2 separate regions of the Sus scrofa genome follow, and region 2 is linked to region 1. Evidence: chromatin contacts called from public Hi-C data. All regions are on one chromosome and are shown on one strand. Each heading gives the region's core, a stretch centred on a gene start, on an enhancer-like site or on the middle of the called end of the contact. The rest is flanking DNA. Distances are from core to core; before and after follow the strand shown.

Region 1 (2,798 bases), core at 180-2,679:
TTAATATATATTATATGGATCAACTATGGAAGTTATTTGGCATGGTCATGACAGAAGGGAAAAAAAAAAAAAAACCAAGTCTTGAACTACTGAAATCACTGAAAAGATTCAGAGACAGGAGTGTGTCTAGTGTGTATGGTGGTGGTGAAAGCGGAAGGGGTGACCAGAAAGCTAAATTGTCCCTTTGCTCGAGGAAAAGAGCTAATGCCTAAATACGACAGATGAGTATGTCTCATTATGAACATGTTATTTAGATATCTGGAGACACCAAAAGAATGAGTGAGAACAGTTAACAGTGGTTAAGCAGCTTCTGGAGGGAAGGAAACAGGAAGAAAAGAAGGAAAGCACATTTCTGCTATTTTTATAACCAGCTTTGCCAAACCCTTGATTCTTTAGACTCTATGCACATATACCTTTGATCATATATGTATGACAATATATACATATACAAACTAATAGGAGTGGATATGGATGTGCATAGGCTTAGGTAGGAATATGCAATATATAAAATCAATCAACAGGCATGCATAGTAGAGGGGGTTTTAAATTTCCTGAGCCACACGTGACCATGGGAGAAACTGAGCTTGTTGGATAATGAGAAGCTGTTGTTAGCAAAGCTTGACACTGGAAAGCAGAGCCCTGGAAGTAACAGACTCAGTTGGGGGGGGGGGTGGTCTTTCGGTTCTGACTTTCTTGCTGGCAAAGCCTTGGTATACAAAACCCGGCAAAGCATGTGTAAGAGGTTTATGTCAGGGTTTCAACACCCCTGAAGTGCTGGAGGGGGGTTTGGGGTGGAAATCGTTCTTGGGACAGCCTCTTCTGAGCATCCCTGGTTGTTGACCATAAATCCCAGAGTCTGGAGCACAAGGGCACAAGGTAAAATTGAGTGCAGGTAAAACTGAGCTACGTTTTCGGTCTTATATTTTGTTCTCTGCTTATTAAGATGGTAACTGTGGGGAGTTGTGAGGCTTCTTAACCAAGGCACATAGAAAAAAATTCTGGGGAAAAAAAGACCATTACAAAACAGTCATAGCAGCCTCGGAGGGCATTACCACACATAATTTATTTTCCTCCTTATCTCCTATACGTGTCTTTCAATTTAGGAAGGGTTTTTAAAAAATCCTAACATCCTCCTTTCCTATTGCTTTTGATTTTTTTTCTTACGGAAACCAACATTTTCTTTAGGTTATACTGTTAACTCCAAGTTCTGTTTTCTGCTTGCCTAATCCACCCATATAAAATACGGTTGCCAGGGAGACCCGTCTTTAAATCAATCAGCAACATCTTAGGGAAGGCTGCCTTAAAAACAAAAACTTACAGAGCGACTCTGAAGTCTGCACTGAACAGACATTTTCCCAAGGAGCCTCACGTAGAGACACACCTGTCCTGCAACACGAGGATGAACGTTAAGGGAGCCTCTCCTGAAAAAAACCCCTGGATTTGGCTGGAACTCCGCCTCTCCGCTGGCCTCTCTCTTGCACGAGCCGCTGGAGTCTTGTAACAGCCTCTGAACTTCATTCGCACTCCATATTCAGCAGTACAGCAATAAAATTAATGGGTTGAGCATTTTCTACCTAATAAGTGCTGCAGATATAAATGTCTTAGCCATTTGTCTTTTTCAGTGGAGGTTAAAAAAAAAAACCACCCCGTATACTGTCTGTAGCCGTGCCTTTCTCCCATTTTGGTTAACATTATCATGCAAATTGCATCTCGCACGTCACTAGATTAAGGGAGAAGGGCTGTTTGAAGAGGTTACCCTTTGCTTTTTTCATTCACGAGACTGTTTAGAGTCTCAAATCCATTCCAACCGACTTGCTAAAATGTGTTGGGGGAAAAATACATTGTGATGAAGAGCCATTGCAGTGCAAATACCAGGAAGGGAAAACAGACTTACAGTTTGTGTCAGCAGGAAGCCATTCTATATGTGGAATAAGCCTGGCTCTTGTTTTCTTTTCCTTCCCCAGGAAAGAATTTTAGTGATTTATTACATTTCCAAAATGAGCCAGGGAGAAAGCTTATATCAAAGGCTTGTCATCTTCCAATACAACACCTGCTAGACTAACATCATTCCCTCAGACTCTGCCCTTCACCGCAGAATCTCTTCTTGCAGGTGGGATGATGTATTTTGGTGTCATTTGCATCCCAGCCCCTTCGCCTGTGTGACTTGGGGCAAGTCACTTAGTGTCTTTCCATGTCTCTGGTTCCTTAGCTGCAAAATGCATGTTATATCAAGACATATCAGGCAAGTGTTCAGAACAGTATTTTACAAACTGTTATGATTATAAGCCATAAAACTATACGTTTGACATCAAAGCCCAGAACACAGGTGCAAATAAGTACACGCACGCAGTTACACACACGAACATATGTGGGTGCCTACATAAGCACCTATGTGAATGTTACATTTCCGAAATAGACGTGATGAACTCACATAGTTTTTGTTCTAGTTTGGTTGGTTTCATGTTTTTAAAAAATTATTTTTGCAGCACATGCAAGTTGATCCTATCACTCATGGATCAGAACCTGCCATTTGAGAAAAACGGATTTGGCGCAAATATGGGCTAACTCTGGCTAAAAGTTCAAATCCAGGCCAATGCCCGTTTTTGTCAAGAAAGATTTCCTGGAACACAGCCATGCTCATTGATTAACATATATTGTCTATGATTGCTCTCTTGATAGGATGGCAAATTTGAGGAGCTGCCACAGAGACCTTCTCGGCTGTAAAGCTAAAATCTTTACTCTCTGGCCCTTTAAGAAAAAAAGTTGCCAGGAGATCCCTGGTGGCTCAGTGGGTTAAG
Region 2 (2,700 bases), core at 200-2,699, 360 kb before region 1:
CCCATGGGGAATGAGCAGATGGGGAAGCTGAGGAAAGAAGTTAACTCCCTTTTCCAAGGTCACACAGCCAATAAGCCATGGTCAGCTTCCAAGCTCATGGATACAGGCGCCTCTCAATTGCTTAAGTCTCTGCTCCAAAGTTTTATATTTTAGGATAGACTTCAGTTTAACAAAAAAAAAAAAAAAAGAGTGCTGGTTGAATAAAATATTCAGTTGGACTGGAGGCCAGAGAAATAATGGTGAGAACTGTGAAACCGTTGTGTAAGCTTTGGAAGCATGGCCATGTTACAAGCATCGTGTAACGGGATGTCAGAGATGCGCTTAGCGGGTCTTCAGTGGGGTTTGCGAGGTGCCAGGGGCCAACCCAGAAACACACAGCTGTTTGGAAACAGACCAACTCTGTTTCCTGCCTTCATGGAGCCTATAACCTGGTGGGAGAGACAGTGCACAAGAGAACAAATAATAAGATACTGCAGCTTGTGGGATGGGGTGTATTGCAGTGCTGGGGGAAAGCAGGCAAGGTGTGTGTGTGCACACGTGTGTGCGTGCGAGTGCGCACGAGCTATACAGGGACAGAAAACGGGGACCTCCTGTTGCCGAAATTCAGCCTCTGTCTGCCGGGTCCAAGTTGAAAAGCAGAGACAGTTTTGGGTAAAGGAGAAAATGATAACTTTATTGCTAAGACTGTGGCCCCCTAGGAAGGAGTTAGGAGGTGGTTTTATAGTGTGGGGAGTGGAACACAGGGCCCCGGATAAAGATCAGAGTGGAGGCAAGCTGGCATTGTCTTTCAGAGCTGGTGTTTCGGGGTCCCAGGACTGGTTCGGGTGGTCCTCCCTCCTCCCAGAATGAAGATGCTTCATCAAGGAGTGCTTCCATTTGTTGAGGGTATTAGCTCTGCAGAAAGGGCTCAAGATCTTGTTCTGTGTATTCCTGGAGGAGGAACCAGGACCCTGGCGCAAGGCTGCTCTGTTGTCTCTGGATGCTCCTCCCTGGTGTCTGCGTCCCCTCCCTTCCCTGATGAGCAGCTGCCCTTTGGAACTCAGGGAAGGTCATGGAGGCTGAGGCTTATTCTCTAAAAACAAGAAACAGAGGACCCAGAAAGGCCTGTGCGCAGGAGCCCCGCAGGGCACCAGCTCAGTTACACTACCTTTACTAGGGTAACCTTTCTGTCACCTCTAGGAAGAGGTGACTCTTTACAAGAGACAGGAAAGTGACCTGGATGTGTTTGTCCCTTCACCTGCTTCTACCTCCTCGCCCCATCACCCTCTTTCAACTGCGATCAAATGCAGAGAACTTTCAGGCCCAGGTCCCTTGCTGGCTCCCACAGCCCTCAGGGACTGTGCTGTAACCTGAGACCAGGAGTTCTTCCAGGCCTGCCGCTGGAAGAGGACGCCACCCACCCCCGACACGCCTCTTCAGGTGTAGATTGAGGTCCAGGCCACGAGTGGTTTATTTTTAGCTTTCTCTGTGAGCGAGGCAGAGGCGGAGGCAGTGGAGACATGCTTAGTCTGTTATTAGCAGCAGCACCACGTTTTCGTCCGTGTCTTTACACATTGGGGACGTCAGAGACAAGGCGGTGGGTTCGGAGTACGATTTCCACGCCGATTCAGGGCTGCAGCCCACCTCCAGCTCTGACCACTTAGCTCAATTAGCAGCAGGAGGCCTGTTTCTGGTCAAGTCCCTTCTTCCTGGGCCGGACTTGCTCAGTCCGTTGCCTTCTGAGCAGAGCAGGGAGTGAGAAGCAGGGTGGTGGACACTGGGAGGCCGAGCGCGCCCACACCCCCTCGGAGGTGGACAGTTGCTTCTTAGCTCCACCTGCCTGAGAAGGTAGACCACGCATGGCCCGGTTTTCTGCCTTTTCAAGCAAGGTGCGCCCCGCAGAAAGGTGAATGTGAAACTGACAGCACTGTCGGCCTGAACCCAGCCAAAAGCCAGACTGGGACTTGAACTCATATGCTGGGACTCGAACCCAACCTAAAGCCAGATTGGGGCCTAAAGCCATGGTTTTAAATTAGAATCACTCACCCATGTCTGGACTCACTGAGGTTCAGGTTCTTTGTGCCTCTGCGCAGAAGGAATTCAGCGAGAGACAAAGTGATCGGCCAGAAACAGATTTGTTAGGGTGGGACACTTGTGAGAGATGCAAACGGGCAGGCACAGAGGCTCTGCCCCAGGATCCCGAGGATCCTCTGGGCCACGGTTTTATCCTCCAAGGGGAGTGGGGGTTGGAAAGGCCCACCTCTTCTTATCTGGGAGTAGCAGCTCCTCCTTAGTACCCCGTAAGCTGTGTATTCAAATCCACAGAAGGGCAGCCCTCAAACACTTGCCCTTGGTCGGAATCTGAATGCAGGCCTCATCCCACCCCCACCCAATGACCTGAGGCAATTCTCACACCTCCACTAGTCAGGCAGGCCTGCCTTGTGCTGATGGCCTGCTTGAACTCACAGGGGTCTCCCAGCACCCCCCAGGTTTCCCTCTTTATCTGTGACCCCCACTGGGGCTTTACAACCACATGTGGCTACTCTGTCCCTATCAAATGCATGGTCCTCCTGATTTTTAGATATTGGCAACCAGTTGTAAAATTCAAACAATGCCGCGTAGAGACCAAAACCAAAATCTGTCTGAGCGTCACAATAGATCTGGCTGCTCGGTGCCTTTTGTCTGAGGGATGCTGGGAACTGGGCCTGGCCCATTGAGAAA

What was found. A called contact is a pair of places that touch in the nucleus more often than the background predicts.
Region 2: a contact with region 1 is called in a Hi-C map of epiblast stem cells, with 2.7 times the contacts expected there. The contact joins two enhancer-like sites. A contact is called at or near these places in 5 of 47 Hi-C or Micro-C datasets (differentiating spermatogonia, embryonic fibroblasts, epiblast stem cells and 2 more).

Annotation. Positions count from the first base shown.
Region 1 is chr3:27,049,547-27,052,344 of Sscrofa11.1, reverse strand. No RefSeq gene overlaps it. Among named protein-coding and RNA genes, the nearest start is that of RPS15A, 270 kb to the right of the region's middle. Within about 2 kb of position 1,429, at least 2 of the 83 cell types and tissues checked have an H3K27ac peak or open chromatin away from gene starts, as enhancers often do. A contact at or near this core is called in epiblast stem cells, where this site is marked.
Region 2 is chr3:27,411,845-27,414,544 of Sscrofa11.1, reverse strand. All of the region lies in intron 1 of XYLT1 (xylosyltransferase 1), which reads left to right. Among named protein-coding and RNA genes, the nearest start is that of XYLT1, 79 kb to the left of the region's middle. Within about 2 kb of position 1,449, at least 10 of the 83 cell types and tissues checked have an H3K27ac peak or open chromatin away from gene starts, as enhancers often do. A contact at or near this core is called in epiblast stem cells, where this site is marked.